Regions from separate parts of the Hordeum vulgare genome. Here region 1 is linked to region 2. Evidence: chromatin contacts called from public Hi-C data. All regions are on one chromosome and are shown on one strand. The core of a region is the stretch at or near the end of the contact, and the rest is flanking DNA. Distances in the headings are between cores, read along the strand shown.

The links. A called contact is a pair of places that touch in the nucleus more often than the background predicts.
Region 1: a Hi-C map of leaf shows a contact between it and region 2, with 4 times the contacts expected there. The contact joins the promoter of LOC123448864 here to the promoter of LOC123448863 in region 2. A contact is called at or near these places in 5 of 6 Hi-C or Micro-C datasets (leaf, seedling and an unstated tissue) and 1 of 1 datasets of contacts at active chromatin or transcription factors (embryo).

What each region holds. Positions count from the first base shown.
Region 1 is chr4H:440,378,057-440,382,227 of MorexV3_pseudomolecules_assembly, reverse strand. LOC123448864 (probable LL-diaminopimelate aminotransferase, chloroplastic) reads left to right here and starts at 2,919. Exons shown (of 10, transcript XM_045125893.1): 1 at 2,919-3,089; 2 at 3,174-3,259; 3 at 3,353-3,420; 4 at 3,518-3,634; 5 at 3,959-4,021. The coding sequence starts at 3,016.
Region 2 is chr4H:440,179,910-440,184,702 of MorexV3_pseudomolecules_assembly, reverse strand. It overlaps LOC123448863 (programmed cell death protein 2), which reads right to left and starts at 1,408. Exons shown (of 13, transcript XM_045125891.1): 1 at 1,157-1,408; 2 at 551-863; 3 at 372-455; 4 at 130-263; 5 at 1-34. The coding sequence starts at 811. It overlaps LOC123448861, which reads left to right and starts at 1,548. Exons shown (of 12, transcript XM_045125888.1): 1 at 1,548-1,704; 2 at 1,794-1,934; 3 at 2,028-2,143; 4 at 2,357-2,511. The coding sequence starts at 1,609.

The DNA.
Region 1 (4,171 bases), core at 1,670-4,169, 200 kb before region 2:
AACATTGGATTTCAACAACTATCCTTCGACAACTATCTGTAATAGTTCTACACGGTGCATCCGAATCAATCTCCTTAAAATGTGACTTTCTGCAGTATCTTAAATAAAAAAAGCTAAAGCACGACTGCAGACAATCCTTATTCTCTTAAATTTCCCACATCAGTAGGTAGTTGTTTGTTTCCAACCAATAACCATGTGTTCACTTCAAATATTAGATCTCCAGGTTGACCATCGAGTGCTACCGCAAATTCATATTTGACATTCAGTACTCTAGCATAAGCTGATATAGATCTCTCATACACAGTTTGGAAACATTCAAATATGGTATTGGCGTAAACCTGTTTTTAAATCTCTTTTTCAGTTTTTTTTTTCAACTTCATTTAATTAATTTTTAGTTTTTTTTCTTGCCCTTTTTATAGTTTTCTCTCTCATCTGCTTCTTTATTTAAAACTAAAAGTTTTCTTTATAAATATGAATACATGATGGACATTTTTTACGTTAGAAATATTTTTAATAGATAATGATTTTTTAAAAAATACATATTCAACATTTTCTACTACATGATGAATAATTTTTAATATAATATGAACAAATTCGGATTACATGATGAACTTTTTAAATAAACAACAAGCATTTACTACATATACACGATGAACATTTTATAAAACATGATTAACATTTTTGGATTACACGAGGAACATCTTTAAATACATCATGAGGCCTTGTTTGGTACTAGTGTATTTTAGGGAATTTGTGGGGATTATCCCGGTCAAACCGCTCAATCCCACACATCCCATAACATCATTTGGTTCTAGTGTATTTGACATGTTTCATCCCCGCATTTCTCACAAATCCCCAAATTATAGTGCATTTTTCTCAATACCCAATACACTACCCTTACCTAGTGTATTGGGGATAAATAGGGATTTGAAGGGATTGAGTGAAGGTTGGAGTTTCACCCAACCCCTTGAGAATTATTCCCACCAATCTCCTCAAAAACACTAGTACCAAACAAGGCCTAAATATTTTTATACACGATGAACATGTTTTGCATTACACGAACATTTTTGGAATTAGACAATTAATATTTCAATGCGGTGTCAAACTGTAGAGCATTCGCACCGGAGAGGAAAGACCAAATGTAAGTTGGCCAGTACCGGAGAGGAACGAGCAAACGTAAGAAGGTTCTGTTATGGCTTTTTCTGGTTTTCCATTTTTTCTGCGCTTTCTTTTACTGGTTTCCTTCGAGTTGTTTTATTTTTTATTTTTCATTTTCGTAAATAATACAGATTTTAATATGTTCGTGTTTTCAAATATTTGTTACAAATTTGGAAAATGTTCCTGTTTTAAAAAATTATTTACAAATTCATAAAATGTTCCAAAAGTTCAAAAAATGTTTGTTTTTAAAAAATGTTCTCGTCTAAAAAACTTGTTCATAATTAAAAAAATGTTTGGGAATTTTCAAAATTTGTATATGTTTTCAAAAAATATTCGAAACATTAAAAATGTTTCATATTTTTTAAATGTCATGTTTTGGGAAAATGTTTTAAATTCTAAAAATTATTCTGATTTTCAAAAAAATGTTCCCATTTTCAAAAATATTTACTTTCATAAAACAAGTTTATATTTTACGAATGTTAAAAAAATGAACAATTGATTGGTATATTAACCGGGTCAGCCACTACAGTACACCCCGACTTGCTTCTAGTTGGGTTGGCCATGTACTGACTCTGTACGTCCATGCGACCTTTTGACGCACATGGCGTAGCTCCCAAGTCGTTTCCTCTCTAGATGTAGGAGGATGCATCAAGGACGACGACGGTTAGCCGGATTAGGTGACTCCACTCGTGATCTCTCTCCTCCCTCTCACATCTCTCACATGGACTGAACTATGCGATGGCGGAGTCAGCCTATAAGTGTGTTATGTGTGCAGGCATAGTGTGTGCGGTATGCGAGCGTGCCTGCCTCTACTCATGGGTGTGACGGCGTGAACATGCACGTCAACACTGCCTATTCCCTCCCTGCTATTTTTCATTATTTGTATTTGTACTTTCTTCATTTTTATTTACTTTGCATAATAGCTTTGATCTAAGTTAAATTTTGTAAAGTTGACCAGATTTATAGAAAATACTCCCTCCGTAAAGAAATATAAGAACGTTTGGATCACTCAAAGGAAATATAAGAGCGTTTGGATCACTACTTTAGTGATCTAAACACTCTTATATTTCTGTACGGTGGGAGTATATATATAAACTTCCATGATTGCAAATATATATGGATTGACTATTCATCATCCTGGATGAGGAATATTTATTTTTCATCCTCCTCTATTTTAACATCAATACATCGTAATTTTACGTTTCGTAAATTTTATTTTATTTGATTTAAAAAAATACCTTAAAAATATATATAATCATCGTAAAAAATATTTTACGTCATGTAAAACTATAAACATAAATAGTGTAAAATATACATAAAATGCATTTTTCTGTTCTTATGACATATATTTTTATTTTCATATGTCAATTTGTATGTAGTAAATCAATATAAATATAACTATTTGTATTAGAAATGTAATTTATTTGTAAAATAATCATAAGATTACCTTGCATGAAGAATAACTTATTCTGCATCCAGGGTGATGAATAGAGTATCTATCTATCTATCTATCTATCTACCATGGAAGTACATATATGTAATTTTGATTCTAATGGTGTGATTTGATATTGTGATGTCAATAATTTGTTGTACAAATCTAATCAATGTTTACCCTTTTTTTTTAGTAAATTATCAATGTTTAGCTAATCTGTCTTCTCTGTACCTGCGGAAGTTTCACGGTAACACGGAGCAGCGAACCGGAGCAGGCCTTCAAAGGTATCTGGTGGACTCGACCGGCCCGGCCCGGCCTTGCCTATCTGAGTGCTGTCTTCACTCTCTCGTCGGGAGGGTTAAGCTGGTGACGGATTCTCCCCTACCTATCGACCCACGCCGCCGCCACGCCCGCCGACGACGACGATGGCAACTACCGCCTCGCCGTCCACCACGACCACCCCCCGGTCCTTCCTCTCGTCGCCTTCCTTCTCCCTCAGGTACCCCACTCCTCCCCCCTCTCGGCACCACACCGCGCTCCTCGGTAGCTCGACGAGTCACTCGAACCGGTGACGTGCTTGCAGGGCATCGAAGTCGAGCCACCTCCGGACGACGAGAAGGCTGCCCGTTAATGTACGCTGCGCCAGCAGCTCTCCTGCCGCCGATGCATGTACTGTTTCTTCTCTCCAGCACTCTAGCCTCAAATACATCCAAATTTCGACCTAGTAGTGGTGTACTGAAATATTACGCTTTCATGGTGAAGCTTACACGACGAAGGTTTCGAGGAATGCCAACATAGCCAAGCTCCAAGCAGGCTATTTGTTTCCCGAGGTATCATTGCGTTAGTGTACTGTGATTTTGTTCTTGGTGATACTACCATATTAAGGATTTGGGTTTTGGTAGTGATAATCTCTCAACTTCCATTCAGATTGCCAGAAGAAGGGCGGCTCATCTGCTGAAGCATCCTGACGCCAAAATTATTAGTCTGGGAATAGGTGACACTACTGAGCCCATTCCGGAGGTCATAACAAATGCCATGGCAGAGGTATCTCATCGTTCTTAAAAACAAGAAATAGCTACTTGTGTTACTTTAACTTTGGTTACCCCAGGAAGTAAAAACACACACACGAAAGCACATTTCTTTGAACATGTTTGCAGATGTAAGGCTCATGTTCATGTTTTATTTTTTTTGGCAAAATGTCAATGCCCATGTTTATGTTTTTCCTCTGTAAAGGATGGCCACTCAGATATTCGATACAGTGCACATCTTTGCTGGAGTGGGCTAAGGAAGTTCATATGTTCATTCTGTTGCGTAATTTCTCTTTTGCGACCCAATACTGTTCTTTGACGGATCTACATATAAACGCAGAGGGCACACGCTTTATCCACAGTCGATGGCTACAGTGGTTATGGAGCCGAACAGGGTGAAAAGGTAATATGGCCTCTCACTTCACTATAACCTCCATTCTTAAATGGATGACCTCATAGGAAGAATGCAATTGAACTTATCTGATTTTGATTTAGAAATGCAATTGAATTTATCTGATTTTTACTTGGAACATATGTTAAATTATTTGGATTG
Region 2 (4,793 bases), core at 159-2,658:
GGTACGAGGCAGCTGGCACCGGAAAACCCTCACACTGCAATCCAACGAGGCAGTCAGGATCAGCAAAATATTTTCAGTCTCTACTCGAAAGTTTAAAAGCCAACACAGCAGCCACGGGACTGGCTTCACCTTCTACGAGGATTGCCTTGGTTACGTGTCCACTGTTCGTGCTGGTCTCGGTGCAAGCACGCCATCGACGGGCACATGAACATGAACAGAGTGCGGTGGAATGCTGCTGCATTGCTCTCAATCGGAGCATAAATCTACAGAGATTGAAACCCAGTTTGAGATGAAGTTTTCATCGAATTAACTGGTACAAGTTCTCGAAAGAAAACAACGGGTACAATTGCTTCTAGGCACAAAGCAAGCACCTGGAGGACGAAGTGCAGGGGCTCGCCGCAGAAGCCACAGCATCTGGAGTTCCCCGAGGGCAAGTTCACGGGATCCAACCATGCCTGGACAAAATACACAAACACCTCACATTAGTACCTGCTCCAATCGCATAAAAATCAAAGTGCGCCACTTAATATGATGGCGTTATTGCACGGACCGGGATGCCTCCGGCCTTGCTGGGAAAGAGGTGGCGGAGGAGGAGGCCTGGATGCTTCGGCTTCTCCAGGAAACCAAGCATGACTTCTGCTTCTTCATCTTCGTCCTCGTCCTCGTCATCGTCATCATAGCCCGAGGCGGCCGCAGCCACGTCCATGGTGGAGGCGGGCAGAGGTTGGTTGGGCAGTTCTGTCTCATCATCGTCTTCATCATCCAGGGAGGTGATGCGAAGACCACGTAGCTTGTCGGCGTTGGGTTCCATCAACTCAGCTGCGGCGGAAAGAGATGGATGAGGGGGGATTCGTGCGGCTTTTCTGACAGGGTTGGGAAAATGGCCAAAATACCACAAGTCAAAAATCAAAGGTTTCAACATACAACTAGACAACCAGTGGAAACCAAAGTGCAGCCAGTTCAGTTTACATGACAAAATACCACTAGCGTCTGTCTAACATACTCAAAATTGAGAAAGGCATATGCATTTGCCCCTTCACACGCCATACTCTACTTCCAATTCAGCAGCAGATGAGAATCATTTCTAAATTCGCTGCACATGGCCGTGAAGAATACTACGCTGAACGAAAAAAAAAACAGGAAAAGATAATCATACTTGGCCGCTGAAGGTCGCGGCAGGCCGGCAGCGAGTCGGTGCAGGCGTGGCGACGCGGTCGAAGTCCAGCAGTACCCACGGGCAGAGGCGTCGGCGTGGTTCAGTTCTCAGTCGAGGGCGGCGAGCAGCTTCTGGACGGCGTGGGCGGCGAGCAGCAGCAGCCGTCGAGGTCGCGTGGGAGCTCGAGCCAGGGGGGATGGCGGCGGGGCAAAGAAATAGCGAAACGGTTTGCTGTTTCTGTTGGGCAGAAAGGAAAACCCTAGCCCGTCCTCCTGGTCCGGCTCAGCCGCGTCCGAAGCGCCACATAAAGCGAAACCGACCGAGATAGATATAGGGTCCAACCACTCGCTCGGACGGGAGCTCCCTCAAAACCCTCCCCCCCTGCCGCGCCGCCGCATAAACCCTTCTTCTCCCTCCCCACCCCCCGCCGCCACCGCCGCCCAGCGCGGGTCATGGCGCCCGCCCCCGCGCCGATTCGCGACCTCCTCACCTGCTTCAGCCACTCCTCCGACTTCCTCGCCCTCTCGTCCGGCGACGGCCGCATCAAGGTGCGGAATCAAACGCTGCCCATCCACACGACGGAGCGGCTCGTGTTGCCGCTTCCTCGTTAACCCGATGGTGTTTGCCCCTGTCGCAGGTATGGGACGCCGTGCGCGGCCACTTGCAGACCGAGTTCGCCGACCTCCCCGCGGTGGAGGTCGGGGCGCTCCCCGAGACGAAGCGCGGCCACCTCGCCCTCGACTACACCTGCATGAAGTGGGTGCAGCTCTCCTTCAAGGTGAGGAATCACCCCCATTTTTCGAGCTGTTGCTATCTGCCGCTGTGCCCCTGTGTGTGCGCATGCGTCATTGCTTGTGTTTTTGCCTAGCAGAGGAAGCGGAAGGCTGGGAGCTTGCTGCTCGTGCTTGGGACGGGCAGTGGGGATGTCCTTGCGCTCGACGTTGCTGCGGGCCAGTGGAAGTGGAGGATCAGCGATTGTCATCCTGGGTATGGCTGGTGGTTCAGTGCATTTGTGGAAACAACATCTTCTTAGTACGAAATGCTCATAATACCATGCCAATTACGAAAATCTTTTTCACATGAAGCACATAGCCACAGCTGTAATCTTGGCTTTGTTTGCTATTTCCTGTTAGGGTTAATCTTGCAGAGCTCGAGCTCACATGTGTTCACTTATGTTGGTGTGCTTTTGTATTTCTTCAGGGGTGTGACAGCTGTAGCATACTCGAGGCATGGGCGTAGTGTGTACACAGCAGGCGCCGATGGCATGGTCTGTAAGATTGATGCCTCAGATGGATCTGTTGCAGGGAAATTTAGATCTTCCTCCAAGGCAGTATCCGCCATGGCGGTATCATCAGGTATCTCTTCTTGATTTATATCTATTTTCAGTGTTTCACTACTCTCTATGTTGCTAAATCGTCCATGTCTCGCCATTTCATCTGCACTATGGATGTTTTTTGCATCTGTGTTATGATTTCTCCTTCAGTCAATTCTCGACATAGTTTAACTGCTCTGACTGACCCTTACAATAGTAAATAGTTGACGATCGCAGTGACCTTTATATTATATTAACAAATAGATAAAATTCTTTGACCATCTTTTATACGTGTTATCATGTTGGCGCCCTCATGGTGTTGGCCGAGTCACAGCCTATAGAATCTCTAATTAATCTTCACAGTTTGCTTTTCAAACTGTAACACACCTATTATCTACCACACACATGGATCCATTAAAGAAAATCCCACTGTTCTGAAAAATGCTTACTTGTATATATTCCTTTTTTCGTGAAATCAGAACTTTATCCATTTCTTAATACAATATATGTGCAAATGTATATGCTATTTTTAACATTATACTCCCTCTCTACCTAAATAATTGTAGTTGGGGAGAACTAATCTAATTCTCCCCAACTACAATTATTTAGGCATAGAGGGAGTATATCCTTTGAGCTAAGGGCTTGGTAGTATATAATATTCATCTGTATGTATATTACTAGTAAACATGCACGTCTCGACCAATGCAAATGAAATTCTAGTGATGGTTCTTATGCTGGAAGTTCAAAAAAAAATGGAACAAAGAACGACTATGGAGAAACCATCCAACAATAATATGCAATTTTAAAGCACACCACCAACTCAAATTGCTCTTTCAAGTTTTAAAGCGAAAGCAAATGTACAAAACCCATTTTTTTCATGCAAATAGTATAGTGGAGAGAAATGTATCATAAAAAGGGTTGTAAGGGGCATACAATTTTTTTAATCATGAGAGGAACTGACAAAAAATCAAAATATGGGACAATGTTTGGCACAACCGTACTCTCATTTGAAGCTTGTGGGGCTACAATAGATGCCAGTTAAAAGCATTGTTCGGAAGTCCCAACTCCCGTTTCTCTGGCCCCATGGACACTTGCGCCAATCTACAGCCAAGTCATGGAGCCTGCGCCATTGACTATCTATCCTCCTCGCGTCTTCTCCAATACAAAGGGTAGCTATCATCACCACAAAAAATCCTCCAAAAAATGAATATATGGGTGGTGTAAAATGAAAATTGAGGTATTAGCATCGCTAGGAGGTCATTACAGAGTGCAGGGCGAGTTTAGAACATTATAGATTTATATTTGTTGGTGAAGAAAATTCGTAATGGAAGATTTTTTTAACCCAATTTAAGTAACCTATATAAATACAATGAGGATTGCTCTACTTCTTCAGTTTGCAAGTTCTCTATGAAATACAATCGAAACAGAACTCTAAAAAGTTAAGTAATGTTGAAAATTACATGACCAGAAGTGGCATCTAAGAGAATCGAGATACCTACACAATTTTTTCTGTATTTCCTAATTAATAATAAATCACGCTGCCTATTGAAAACAACTAAATTCAATATATATTTTCTCTGCCCAACCACATGAGCATTCTATCAAAACAATTAAACTGAATGCGTATTTTATGACTGCTGAAAATACGGTATAACAATATATTCTGTATTCCTTAAGAATAAGGTGTAGCAACATACTTTTGTATTGCGCAACGAAAAAAATCGCATAGCTTGTTGAATCAAATATATCACATACATCATGTTTCTGTGAAATGCTAATCAAGTTCATACTAAAAGAATAAAGTAGGAAAGCATGTGTCCACTCACCTCGATGTTAGTTTCATCTGGAGATAGTTAAACATTAGCCTCCCAGCGCCTCCCAGTTTAGTACTGGCACATCGAGAAAGTTGCAGTTTGCTTCCGAAGAATCTCATGCACTCAACTGAAAGGAAGATTCTGGTCATTCAGATATTGAGATTTCATGGCCTGAATTGAAGATAACTGGCAACTATACCAGACCTGGCCGCTGCGGCTACGTCCCCGATTCACCGCCCTCCATCCAGGTTGATACATGCACAGGAGAAAACACCTCTTAACAGTACGGTTTTCTCTGTGTTTTCTCTTCTAACTGAATAACTGACGCACAAAGTTTCAACAGAGGTACATTTTCAATATGAAAAGACATGTGTTTTTTGAAGATTTGAGTCTTGCAAACCAACAAAAATCATGGAAAATTATATTGTTTGATAGGATACAACAACCATAAATATTTTAAGGAAGTTCACGGTCATACTATGAACGTGCTACCTTGCTAGTTGCAATACCT